Regions from separate parts of the Triticum aestivum genome. Here region 1 is linked to region 2. Evidence: chromatin contacts called from public Hi-C data. All regions are on one chromosome and are shown on one strand. Each heading gives the region's core, a stretch centred on a gene start, on an enhancer-like site or on the middle of the called end of the contact. The rest is flanking DNA. Distances are from core to core; before and after follow the strand shown.

What was found. A called contact is a pair of places that touch in the nucleus more often than the background predicts.
Region 1: a contact with region 2 is called in a Hi-C map of leaf, with 6 times the contacts expected there. The contact joins the enhancer-like site here to the promoter of LOC123139134 in region 2. A contact is called at or near these places in 3 of 5 Hi-C or Micro-C datasets (leaf and an unstated tissue).

The regions. Positions count from the first base shown.
Region 1 is chr6B:675,557,730-675,564,937 of IWGSC CS RefSeq v2.1, forward strand. No RefSeq gene overlaps it. Among protein-coding and RNA genes, the nearest start is that of LOC123134811, 31 kb to the right of the region's middle. Within about 2 kb of position 4,857, at least 1 of the 8 cell types and tissues checked has an H3K27ac peak or open chromatin away from gene starts, as enhancers often do.
Region 2 is chr6B:675,417,273-675,423,995 of IWGSC CS RefSeq v2.1, forward strand. LOC123139134 (two-component response regulator ORR23) reads right to left here and starts at 4,898. Exons shown (of 6, transcript XM_044558933.1): 1 at 4,024-4,898; 2 at 3,404-3,556; 3 at 2,785-3,198; 4 at 2,615-2,691; 5 at 837-2,009; 6 at 226-580. The coding sequence starts at 4,162. The coding sequence ends at 512.

The sequences.
Region 1 (7,208 bases), core at 3,607-6,106, 140 kb after region 2:
GTACTAAAGGTGTTCGTGGGGCCCCAGCCTTACCTGACACAACCTCATTAGTACCGGTTCGTGGTACGAACCGGCACTAAATGGTGATGGTGGGGCCATAGCCTGACCGGAGGCTGACACAGCCTCTTTAGGTACAAACTTTCTGTTAGTGCCCGTAGTTTCCAAATTTGAATAGTTTAAATTTTGAATTATTTGAAATTAGTGTGAATCACTAGTTTGTGAATAACTTAACTTTAAAAATCAGTAAAGGCATGAAAGAATTTGTTTGCACATAAAATTTCTTCGCGTTTCAAATGCCAAAACACATAACTACCCTAACTATTACAGAGATTCCCCTTTGGGTGTGAAACACAGAAGAAAGTTATGATAGTGAAGCCGATCACATCCCAGATCTTTGGGTGTGAAACTTTTTCTTCGCGTGTGTCCCTTTGCGCCGTAACCATGGAAAATCTTCATCATTTAACGGGATGCTCGGGTCAATATTCACTGTGAATGTAGCAATTTCATCAAACTTTTCATAATCTTCTGACTTGTCTGTCTTGTCATCCACTCCCACGATGTTTCTCTTCCCAGAAAGAATTATGTGCCGCTTTGGCTCATCGTACGATGCATTCGCTTCCTTATCTTTTCTTTTTCTTGGCTTGGTAGACATGTCCTTCACATAGAAAAACCTGTGTCACATCATTGGCTAGGACGAATGGTTCGTCTGCATACGCAAGATTGTTGAGATCCACTGTTGTCATTCCGTACTGCGGGTCTTCCGTTACCCCGCCTCGTGTCATATTGACCCATTTGCACCGAAACAAAGGGACCTTTAAACCACGTCGATAGTCAAGTTCCCATATATCCTGTATATAACCATAATATGTTTCCTTTCCCGTCTTGGTTTCTGCATACCTCGTAGATAAAAATATCTATGTCAACTTGATGGGCATAATTTGTCATAAACACGAAATGCAACAAATAGTTTTAAAAGAGAATATACCACATCCGAATCATAACAAGGACGAGGGCCGACAGAGACGGATATCAAAACCATGGCACTATGTATAACAAACAACGTACGGGTAAGATAATTATTATACGAGTAACTATATATCCAAATCACACAAACATCAATTTTTATATAAAATTTCATGAACAAGAGGCTCACCACAAGGTGGTGCCAGCGACGGGACGGTGCGGGCGATCGACGGTGGTTACGACGGAGATTTAGAAGGCACTAAGTAAACCACACCTACATATGCAAACTAAGTGTTATTTTGACCTCAAATTGCATATAAATCAAATACTAGCACATATATATATTTCCTCCCAAATTACTCAACTCACAAATTAATAACTATATAAAAGCATTGCAAGAGCTAATCTAGCAATGAGAGATGAAAGGACAAAGTTGTTAACCTTTGTGATCACTTAAGCTTGAATGGATGGGGGCCTTCAAATCTTGACAAATTTTGGGCAAAATGTGTGATGAGCTCGAGGGGAGAAGAGGAAGAACAGAGAGGAGAGGAGAGGGGAAAGGGGGGAGAACAGAGCGAGCTGGACTAAGGGTTTATATGCAGAAGGACCTATAGTACCGGTTCGTGGCACGAACCGGTACTAAAGGTGCTGGAGGGGGCCCAGACTGACAACATCCTGCCACCACCCTCATTAGTACCTGTTCGTGGCACGAACCGGTGCTAAAGGTTAGCCACGAACCGGTACTAATGAGAGCGGCCCGGCTAGCCGTTGGAACCGGCACTAATGTATACATTTGTGCCGGCTCTAATACAAACCGGCACTAATGTGCTTCACGTTTGACCCTTTTTCTACTAGTGATAAGAAGTCACCACATTATGTTTGCAAGCTTGACAAGGCACTCTATGGTTTAAAACAAGCACCCAGAGCATGGTACTCCAGATTGAGCTTACAGTTGAAATATCTTGGTTTCATTGCCTCGAAAGCTGATACATCTTTGTTTATTTACAACAAGGCTGGAGTAGTCATTTTTGTGCTTATACATGTTGATGATATCATAGTTGCAAGTTCTTCACAAAATGCTACTAATGCACTTCTGCATGATTTGAGCTCAGAGTTTGCCTTGAAGGACCTAGGTGATTTGCATTTCTTCTTAGGTATTGAGGTCAAGAAAATTCAAGATGGAATTGTGTTAAATCAGGAGAAATATATCACTGAGCTTCTATCTCGCATGGGAATGAAAAATTGCAAGCCAGTTCCTACACCTTTGTCTTCCTCAGAAAAACTATCAGCATATGAAGGTGTGCCACTTCAGGAGGAGGAAAGCACAAGGTATAGGAGTACTGTGGGAGCATTACAATATCTAACTCTCACACGTCCAGATATCTCATTTGCTGTCAACAAGGTTTGTCAATATCTGCATGCACCTACTTCTGCACATTGGTCAGCTGTCAAGAGAATTGTAAGATATGTGAAGCATACTATGGGAATAGGACTCCATTTCAAACGTTCTAATTCCTCTCTTGTGAGTGCATTCTCTGATGCTGACTGGGCAGGATGCAGTGATGACAGAAAATCAACTGGAGGCTTTGCAGTATTTTTTGGGTCTAATCTTATCTCTTGGAGTGCTAGAAAGCAAGCCACTGTGTCACGGTCAAGCACAGAAGCTGAGTATAAGTCCTTGGCAAATGCAACTGCAGAAATCATTTGGGTTGAATCACTTCTTGAGGAATTGGGAATAAAGAAGAATCGTATCTCATGTTTATGGTGTGATAACTTGGGAGCAACATATTTGTCCGCAAATCCTGTGTTTCATGCAAGGACAAAGTACATCGAAATTGATTTTCACTTTGTGCGAGAAAGGGTTGCAGCCAAGAAGCTTGAGATACAGTTTATTTCTTTCAAGGATCAAGTAGCAGACGACTTTACAAAGGCATTGCCATCAAAACCATTTGAGGAGTTCAAGAGTAATTTTAATCTAGGATAGTTAAGATCAAGGAAGGGTGTTAGAGAATATGTTTCCGTAGTTATCTCCAACTCCTTTCCTTTACTTCTTCTACTCAAACTCCTTGTAATCTTTCTTGTACTTCGAGGCTTGGCTTCGGCCCATATCAATATAAATAGAACCGCGGCTACCCTCGAGAGGTAGGGAACGCTTATTATCTTACACCTCCCTCCATGCTTGCGCGCACCGGTGGCCCGGACGGGTGCGGTCAACGTCGTGGGCGCCGCACCGGGTTGGCTCCGGGGTTCGTTTGTTGGTCAATCGCCCGGGTTGGCGGGGGCCGCGCCGTACGACACACTGTGCAGACGCGCGAGGGTTCCGGCCCGTGTAACGTGTTCCTTGTGCTGCTGCATGGCACGGACGGACGCGCTGCACGAGAAAAAATGGCTCTCCATCCCGTCCCCACGGTCGCTAGCTGTGTGGGGGGTGACTGGCTTGGGGTTGGGGCACCGCCCGTTCTTTTCACTCTTCGCGAGCCGGTCACGCCCTGGTCCTGGCCCTGCACACGCATATGGTCCGGCCGGTCACCGACGTCGGCCGGTCCGGTGGGCTTCGTCACGTACGAGCGCGCTTTTACTTACCGAATGGCAAAAGTCAACCAATATCCGTGCTGCTATGAGTCCCGAAACGTACGCGAAATGCATATGATCCGTCCAGTGATGGTTGCATCCATCCATTCACCCACCCATCACGCACACAGGCAGCACGACTCGCCATACATACATGCACGTACATTTTCATCGCCATTGATTGATCGGTCGGTGCAGCGACGACCGGGGATTGACGGCGCGGCGGGGCCGGAGCTGTGTCCGGTTACTGTTTGAGCAACAGGGGAAACGTGTTCCCGCGCGAGAGATCGATCAACGTGGGCGCGCGGGGTTCCGGCCGGGCAGGGGAGAGAATGGCACCCTATACGTATGCGCACGCCGAAGATGACGCGCACATTTCACTCTTTGCGGGCACGTCGCGACGGCGCCAACGCACGCCGGCTCGCTAGCTCCAGCAGGCGACTGGCGTACACTGCAGCTGGGTAGAGCTGTACACACTGGCATGGCATGACGGCATCCGTTGACACGGCGACGATCTCATCCGATTTGATCGACCTTCGACGTCGGTGCAGTGGTTGGTTTTCACTACATGAACGTACGTGACAAATTAGGGTGACAAATTAGGGTGAGACTACAGTTCAGTCGACTGAATATTTCAGTTTGCGTCAGTTGATTCCTGAACCGTTTGATGAAAATCGTGTGGCAGCAAGATCTTTTTCTTCCCCAGCTCCCCAACCGCCAAATGTGATGCCGGCTGAACCGCCGGCAACCGCGACCCGTGGTCGGCGGCGCTTCCGCGACCGCCTCGCCGCCCCGCCATCCCCAGAACCGCCACCCACCCCCGGTCTAGCTGCCGCCCCGGCCATCCCTCTAGCCCCGCCCGCGACTGGATTTTTCTCTCCGGCGAAGTGCGCCCCCGCCCCACCACCGCCCCCCGCCCCAGCCGTTCACAACCAACCCCATCCTGAACCCTTAGATAGATACTGGGGTGATGACGACGAGTCCCTTCCCTATCTCCGGCGAGGTCTTTTCTTATCTCTGGCGAGGTCTTTCATTCGTTCAAAAATCGACTGACCACAAACTGAAAAATCGGTCGACTGATAAGTAGCTAATTCGGACAAATTAACCTTGTGAATCCTCGATCAACCGAGCATCAGAGCATGCATGCATGCACGTTCACGGTACGCCCATTTACGCATGGGGTCTAACAAGCTGCATGGTTACACTTACACGGACCATGGTAACGGGTAACCGTGTGAAAATACTCCATTGTTTCCATGGATGAAGATGATGCGTGCCCACTGGATCGATCGATCTACCTAGCATCATTAGCTTGCACCGGTACGTACGTTCGTGTCCCACCTAATTAATGCGACATAGTACGTACGTACGCACACACGCCCTTGGGACCGATCGCAAGTTAAATTTGACTCGATCGGTTGATAGCGACGTGCATTTGCTCGTCCGTCTCTTGCGCCGTCGTACGTGCTTGTCGCGTCGCGTTATGAGGGATCCGTTGCTACGTACGGGCCTCCGAAATCTCAGATGCAAAATGGCCGGCGTGTGTACGACTGAAAAGTGTAGGGATCAGAAAATTAATGCCTTGTTTCTCGCGCGTACGTACTCGATCATAAATTATAGACACATAGTCGTGTGTCTTGATCAAGTGACTTAATGTTAAAACTTGTTACTGGCTAGTAATATAGATCATTTTCCCCAAGTCTGGAGCGGTTAAAAATTGTGGCCTGTAGTGGAGAGCATCACAGCTGCGATGGCAAATTCGGGCCCTGAAACGCCCGTGGACGCGTCCAGTATCGTTTGCGGACACTGACCGGGCACTTCTCAAATCATGTCGTCTACATCCGTGTATCTCATATCCGGTACCCCATATTCATACTAAGAATGCAACATGGAACTAAACAACGTAGATCATCGAACATATATAGAATCGGACATAGAAATGCACATTCCGATCACCAAAGGATCTTCAGAAGATCGCCAAAGTCCACATATAGTTCACATAAACTATGGACAAGTTTAAACTAGATTGCTAAAAACTTGAAATTCAAGACGGAGACGGCGGAGCTTCACCACTTCCTCGGCGGGCCTTTGCCCTTCTGGGTGCCGGCGCAGTTGTAGTCCTCCGCAGCTGGTGGAGGGTCTTGGTCGTCCGAGGAGGAGGTGCATCTGTCGCGGTCGCAGTCGCGGTAGCCGTCGTTGGAGTCTGAGTCGGAGAGGATGACGAGCCCCTTCATCCGACGAACCGTCCTGTCATGCTTTCGCTTCAACTTGGTGACCAGGGCCTTCTCCGCCGCTGCCTCTTTCGCCTCACGCTCTGCCTGCTCAATAGCAAGCCACGACAGCGCCCGTCGGGGTGCACCTGCATCCGGCGGTGGCAGCGTGTGGATTGCGCCGCCACGTCCCTCTCCCATGCACCCTGCCTCTCGCGGTGCGCGGCGCGCTCCTCTGATTCCGAAGTGCGCGTGCGGGCTGACGGCGTGAGCGCTAGCACCCACCGCTGCCCGCTTGGAGGAGCGGCAGGCGGGGGAAGGAGATGGCGTGGGGGCGGTGCGGACTGCGCTGTCCTGGCATCGCTGCGTGCAGGCCGGGAGGTCTAGCTGATCTCCTCCTCGTAGTAGAACTCGGAGCCGGAGTCGCTGCCGGAGCTGGACATCAGAGTGGATGGGATCGGAATCAGAAAGGGGGAGGAGATGACGGAGCAAGAGCGAGTGGTTAGGGTTGGGAGCGAGGCCCCCGGATTGCGGTTTTTGTGGGACAACTGTGGGGTTGGTGGTGGGCTTGGCCTGTCAGGCGGACGCGCCGGGCGTACCCGGGCCGCCCCATATCCGTCATATATTATGTGCTGGATATGAGGGGCGCCGGTCAGTCCGGACGTTTGTCCGCAGTTTAAGAGGTCTGGTTGGGTCGTTTTCTCTTTTGAACGGTCAGTGACCGGGCGCTCTGCCCTGACATTTGAGACGGATATTATACGTCCGGCTGTAGATGCTCTAAGATAATTTTTCTCCCAGTATAGACCGGTTAAATTAAGTTATTTCCCCTTCTAGCTATGATGGTGTACCGTAGCAGTTCATGTACAGTAGTGAAATTAAGGGAACGACTTGGAGTACGATTACTCGTACAGGTTACTTACCCCACAAAGAGCAGTGCTATACAGACGACAAAACACGGACGATTCATACACGACAGTGAAATTCAGCCGTGCATGCATGTGTATAGTGGAGCAACACATTGCGTCTCGTCCACTGCTAATGGATCCATGTGGCACATGCGAACATGACACGTCGTAGTACGTACTCTCGCAAGCCGCAAAATAAAACAGAATCAAAGAGCGTATATGCATGCGCCATATGATTCATGAGGTCATTCTAATTACTTGTAATAATCAATTCCTCCGTCGATCTCTTCGGCCGCTATTTTCATCGGTCTCCAAGTCATCGTATTTGGCCTCTCTTGTCTTTTGGAGATTAAATATTGTATCTTGGGCGGATATACTCCCTCCATTCCATAATGTAATGCCTATATATTTTTGTAAAAGTCAAACATTACAAGCTTTGATCATATTTATAGAGAAAATAGATACATCTAGAATACCAAATGCACATCATTGAATACATCATGAGTTATATTTTCAGAATGTAAATGTTTGATATTGTAGATGTAAACTGTTTTTCTAT
Region 2 (6,723 bases), core at 3,648-6,147:
GGGATTTGGAATGTTCTTTACAAGATTACCTTTGAAAAACATGTGGTGAAGTCTCCTATTGAGGCTATTTTGGATGGGTTTCAGCAGCCACAGGTTTTGGATGGGTTTCAGCAGCCACATATCGATTCATGTCGGCATGCACCATGTTTTGGATGGGTTTCAGAAGCCACATTTCGATTCAAATTCAACCTGATCATGGGTGGTGGTTGTGGCATACAGTACAAATTCCAAGTCGAAGCCCATCATAGATTACTCGCCTGTATAATAATGCTTATAATCAAACCACCAACGTCTCTAGCTGCTCAAGTTAGCAATCAACCCATCAGCCTGTTTGCTTCTCCAACAGCTGCTACTGCTACTGCTACTACAATACACATACGGCCCAGCACTAGGCCTACTAAAGATCAGCAACACTAGCTACACTACACGGCATACCATACACAAAAGGTCGGGGGAACATGCTTATAAACAGGATGCGGAGAGGCGTGGATACACGGGCGGCGGCCTCTCGTCATATGCAAGCCCCGAGCGAGTAGAAGTCGCACCCCAGATCATCGCCGAAGGCAGCATCGTCCTTCTCCTGTGTATGCATAAGCAAAACCATCGTTAGATCAATAGGGTGGCGCTGAGGATATATGTATCGCTTGCGATGAGATTATGATGAACATAAATGGTTATGCTGAAGCTACTGGTTATGTTCCTAGGCTGATTATGATGAATATAATGAATTTAAATGATTCTAATGTATCGCTCTACTAGGTTGAAGCTACTGGTTATGCACCTTACGGGGAACGATACAGTTAAAAGTATGGGGGAGGTTGAAAAAGTCGCCTTACCACTTTGATCATGGAATTGAGAAGACCGTCGAAGCTGCAGGTGCTGGAGCTGAGCTCGCTCTGCAGCCTTTGAGTGCCTGATTCGGACGCATTCCTTGCCATCGAAGTGTCTCCTGAGAAGAGGATGTCAAACTTTGCTTGTGGAGCAGCTGTCGAGGCGCTCGCGCTTGTCTGTCCAAACATTCTGCCACCGTGGCTGCTGTCGATGCTGCAATTATTCGACCTTTGGCTCATGGAATGATGAGCACTAATATTGCTTGGCAGGTGAGAGGAGCTCCACATAAGCTTCGGATCAAGCAGACTGTCTGAACTTCCAAAGCTCAAGTACTTCTGCTCGGTATCTGGAGACAGATGTACCGCGCCACCGAAGGAGCTAGCTCCCACTTTGGTACCTCTTGCGACCACAAGGTCATTTGTTGGACGGAAACTTGCTGAGAATGCATCACCCAATCTGGTTGCACCATTGCTGCTGAATGAAGCACCATTATTGTTGAATGAACCATGCACAGGCAACATGTTTGCAGAAAATCCAGATGAAGGAAGAGCGCTCTGCTGGCATACACGAGACTCCAATGGACCAGAAGAGGCTCCAATGGCACCTTCGAGAATTTCTACACTTGCAGATGGAGCTCGAACTGATGGCTGGATGGCTACTTTGGCCTGTGTGCACTCCACGAGATCTGGAGGTAGTAATGGACTGCTTGTGACACTTGGGAGCATGCGAGGCATGCCATTACCCCGGCTATTCCCAGAAAGGATGGTGGACAGATCACCACTGCCCTCATTCATCCACTTCTGTTGCAATTGGGCCTGCCCAAGCGATGTTGCTAAACCTTGTCCCAAGTTCCCATGCTGGTTTCCTGGTAGGCTAAGATGATACTTAGCTGCATCACCAATCAAAGGATTTGTTGTGCAACTGCTACTTCCAGTCGGAATTGACCTGGAAGTAGCCACCCCCTGAATCACAACCGCTGTTTGGTTGTTTCTAGGACTATTTAGCAATCCATGTGCACTGAAAGTTGATAGCGCTGCAGGAGAGGTGAAAGCTTGATAACCCTGGAGTCCTTCGAATGCATCCATGCGCAGAAAGGGGTCTCTACCTCCCAAGGCAGCAACGATGCCAGCTTGTTGTGATGCCACAGCACTTAACCGTCGGAGATAAAGCCTATATTTCTGCATGTACACCAAAGCAATCGGTTAAACTTGTGAAGCAGGTTATACCAAGTGTTTAATTATCTATTCACGTCTAGTACTTAGTTTGTTTCCAAATGAGTCCCTTTTTCCAGCTCTACCAGATTACACATTTACTTGTTTCAGAATTTGCATGAAACTGCACTGTTTAAAGGTGAAAATAAAATACTTACAAAAAAACAGTGAAAATACATACTTACTCCAGCTCTAGTATGGAGATTGAAAGTATATTTGTTCCAGGTTATAATCATGGTGACAGCAGTGCTTTCTTTCACAACAACTTTAATACTGTTAATCACTCAGCATATTATATTTTACTCCCTCCGTCCCAAAATAAGTGTCACAAATTTTGGGACGGAGGGAGTATATGCTAGTATCATGTATCATTTGCACTGAAGAACTCAATGAAAATTTGCAGAATACACATACAGCAAAAATTATCTCCTAGTTATAGTAATTTGTTCTATGCACTACCATCTTGAATACCTAGCTGCTCTCTGCGGTGCAGATTTAAGCTAGGCGGTATGGAACAGACAGAGTACTGAACTACTAATAATAATTACAAAGAAGTAAATTAAGTGGCTTGCCTGTAGGTGACTTGCAACATTTTCCCTAGTGAGTTTCTCAACGTTCATGAGCTCGAGTATCCTTTTTGGCACAGCTTCTGCATAAACATGAAAGAATAGTGAGCAACATGAGTGACTCCAGAAAAAAAGTACAGTAGCAACAGAGGAGGGAGGTACTGGTAAGTTCTTACTGTCAATTCCAAGATGGTTGACAGCAGCGACAAATTTTCTATGCAGTTCAACTGACCAAACAACTCTTGGCCTCTTTGGAGCCGAAGGGTCATCGTTATCTTGACCACTGCTATCCTCGTCTTCGTCTTCCTCCTCGCTATGGTACTCCTTCCTCTTCTTGCTGGGCCTCCCACTTTGGTCGGGCGACCCACATGTAACTTGGCCGTACACATAGTCAGAGTCCGCACTTGGTGGCTTATTGCACTCTTCATACGTATCAAGATTAATAGAGTCACGGGTAGTGAATTTCCTTCTAACGACATGCTGCCAGATATTCCTAAGCTCCTCGATGCGAACGGGTTTTAGGAGATAGTCGCAAGCACCATGAGTTATCCCCTTCATTACAGTTTTTGTCTCTCCATTCACAGATAACACTGCACAGAAAATAATTGGTTAGCACTGACATTTTCCCCTCCTAAATTAGAAGAACAAATCACAGGATTTGGTGTGCTGAATTGATTCTTTGCACATATGTAGTACATCTTTGTATGTACTTTATAGAAGTACCTCCTGGGCTCCTATTACCAAGATCAGTAAGAAAATTGGGCAGCTGTGAGATGGATAAAACTTGGAACTTACTGATGACAGGGAGGTCCATCTCAAGCCCCACAAGCTCAAGAAGCTTAAACCCATCCATGTCTGGCATGTGCACATCACTGATAACCAGATCAAACATGTCCCTGTTTTCCCGCAGCATCCTCAGCGCGATAACAGCCTGATTCGTCGCCGTCACTGAAAAAACACCAACAGGTTACTCTTCCTTTTTTACAATTTCTGTTGGTAGCTTACCAAACAGACCGCTTGGTAACAGGTTACTCTTCCAAAGTGGGTAACAACTAACAATACAAGAAAAGGGGAATGGTCCTATGCATTTTTCATGGCAAAAATCAGATGCCTCGTGCATCTGTACTATAAAAAGGGAATCATAAATTCAGGTCACGCAATCAAATGAATCTATCCATCTAGAGGTACTCAATCTTTGGCTGCAGGCAGCATTTATATATGATGTTCAGTACACCAAATCTACTTGCGAGCCGTGACAACTACCAACAGCAATTTTTTAGTGGTTGTCCTGGACACTGAGGAACAGGCAGATTTTCTGAAACAGAGCAACTAAAATTGACCGCTCCTGACGCAGTAGACGGCTCCTAAAGAAATTAACAGTCCTGAGCTGAAAAGGAAAAAGAAAGAGCTCTCACCGTGATACTGGCAGCGGCGCAGGAGGGTCTCGAGCACCTTGAGGCAGACCGGGTCGTCGTCCACGGCGAGGACCCGCATGCCGACGGGGAACTGGTCCCTCCCCGCCGCCGCCGCGCCCCTCCTCACGTCCGTCCTCATGAGGACAACAACTCCAGAAAAATCCCCACCCCTCCCTCACTCGAAGCCAACCAATTCGCCGGAAGAAGTCCAAGAACTCGACCCAGCAGAGGCAGCTCGCTCCGGACAGGCTCGGAGGAGTGCAAGAACACGAATTTCACACGGGACGCGCAGGTTGGTGGTGGCGCTGGCCCTAGGCTCCAACCAAGAGGCCAAGAAAACCGCCCAAATCGAGCCAATTGCAGAGGGAGGGAGGCGGGCGCGGGGATGTGGACGGGGGAGGTGGCTTGGACTCGAGGCCTCCCAATCCCCAGCAAGGGAAGGAAAGAGAGCCCGCCGTCCGTCCAACCTTAGCTGAAAAGAGAAGCGGGGAGGGGGAGAAAGAAAGGAGCAGCTGGTGGATTGGGACCTGGGGACGGATGGGGCTTCAGGACCAAACCCACCACCGCCACCGCCCCATCATCATTGAAGCGGGGATGTGGGAAAGCAAGAGGCGGGGCCGGGCCGGGCCGGGAGTTGGACGCCAAAAGAGATGGGCGGAAAAGGGCGCCGATGGCGACCGCCGGAGGTGACCGCGCAACCAATCCCGCACTGCACGCCCCCTCTCTCGGCTCGTACGCGCCGCGGCTGGTCTCTAGGAGGTCGCGGCGGGGAGGAGGGGGCGGAGGGGACGGGGGTTTGGTTGGATTGAGCTAGCTGGGGCGTGGTGGTTCTTGGGCTGGTGTTGGGGAGGAAGAGGGGGGTGGGAAGTGAGTGCGTGAGAGGGGAGGGGGCACGGGCGGCCATGGATATAGAGGAGGGAGCTAGGGTCAAAAGAGTGGCGTGTCATCAGGCCAGGATACAACAGAAGGCGGGGCCCCGTCCATCCACGAGCCTCCTCCAAACTGATCATTACTACTGCTGCAGGAATGTGATTCTCTGTGGCTCACACCAAAGGGGTGATTCTTGTGATTTGTTTGAGGAGACTTTGGTCCTTGACTCTGGGTGCGTATTTTTTGACGGCGGAACCAACTCAAGTTGTCATGGCAACTTTTGTAGGATTTGGCATGATCAAAGGTGAAAGTTGTCATGTAGGGCCAAACAAGCATAAAAATTTGCCATGTTTCACGGAAAAATTATCGTTCGTTCGATCGTGATCAGACGTCTTATAGAGCGTTTGCTAGGAGGCCCAGTCTGACGTTCGCTGGATATCATTTGCGTAATTTATTTCATAAAAAGGGCTCACGCCAGGGTTTACTATGAAGCCCTTAGGTTTACCGAATACAACATGAGGTCTGATGTCCGTCCACAAAGTGCCAAATGTGCTCAAAAGCGAGTAAATAGCCATGTCGAGATGGAGATCAGCAACTAAAAACTCGCTACTGAAGATCGAGCACCAACACTATCTGAGTCACCACGGAAGAGTAGCCGCATGGGGACGTAGACTTGAGATGATGTTGTTGACACACAGTGATTCTTGGCGCATTCTCAAAGGTCTCCAAAGCTATAAAACATGTGTCATCTTGTAAAAGTCATTAGCGAGTTTGCTTAATAAAGGTGCCCCTCAATAAGAGCTTTGTTTTTAAGGTTCCATAGTTTTCAAATAAGGTGAAGCAGGCTATGATACACCATGAAAGGGGCCGACCATTCCTTAGATTGAAGTTCTCAAATGACGATGGTCCCACACGCACCCAAAAACATCTCTGATGCAACTCCACATGAACTAGGATAAAATACATCTAAAGAAGATGTGGTCCATGTCCTCATCGTCCCCACACACTTCGCATTTTCCGTCCCACGGGGCATGGAACTTGGAGACTTGAGCCCCACTAGGCAACATACCTCTATCAAGTTGCACAAAAGGATTTTAGTTTTATCTGGAATCCTCGCCCCTTGAGAATTGTTGTGTAGAAGGAACTTGTGAAAAACTAACTATACGACTCGAGGGCCAGCACAAAGGAGTCTTCCTTGATAGTTGGGTGGGCATCTTGAAGCAAAGTGATAAGGTTTATCCATTGAGACCGATCATCCGGCAACGGAGAGTATGTAAACCGAAGGGTCATATGAGATTTATCCAAATGTCACAAATCCTACAATTTGAATTTGTCTGAAACGTTGAAGAGCCTCAGGAAGGAAGCAAATTGGGGGGCTCCATGTCTAGGAATCTAACCAAAGCCAAAGCATGTGGCGCGAGTATTGCTCATTGCATGTTTTGCTCTAGGGATTGCCACAAGCTTGAAGATCACACTGATCAAGGCAACCGGACTATATTGGAGCATAAATCCTCGCTAACCTTGGAAGGAGTCAGCACTCCATAGTTTAGACTCTTCATATCGAGGAGACCCTTAAAGAAGGCATCAACCAACTTGAAAATTTGAGCCCCATTAGGGCACATCGCTTCTTATAAAAGAGCAATGGGAACCCATATGGTTTGATGCGGTATTAGGATGTGTGGCTTTCAAAGCCTCCTCTACTTCATGAAGGGGAAAAGGTGTGGTGAGCACCCATCCTTAGAGCATCGCCAATAGGAGATGCAAATTTGGAGATGTAAAACAGGAGATGTAAAAATTTACATCTCCAAAAAATGCATTTTACATCTCAAG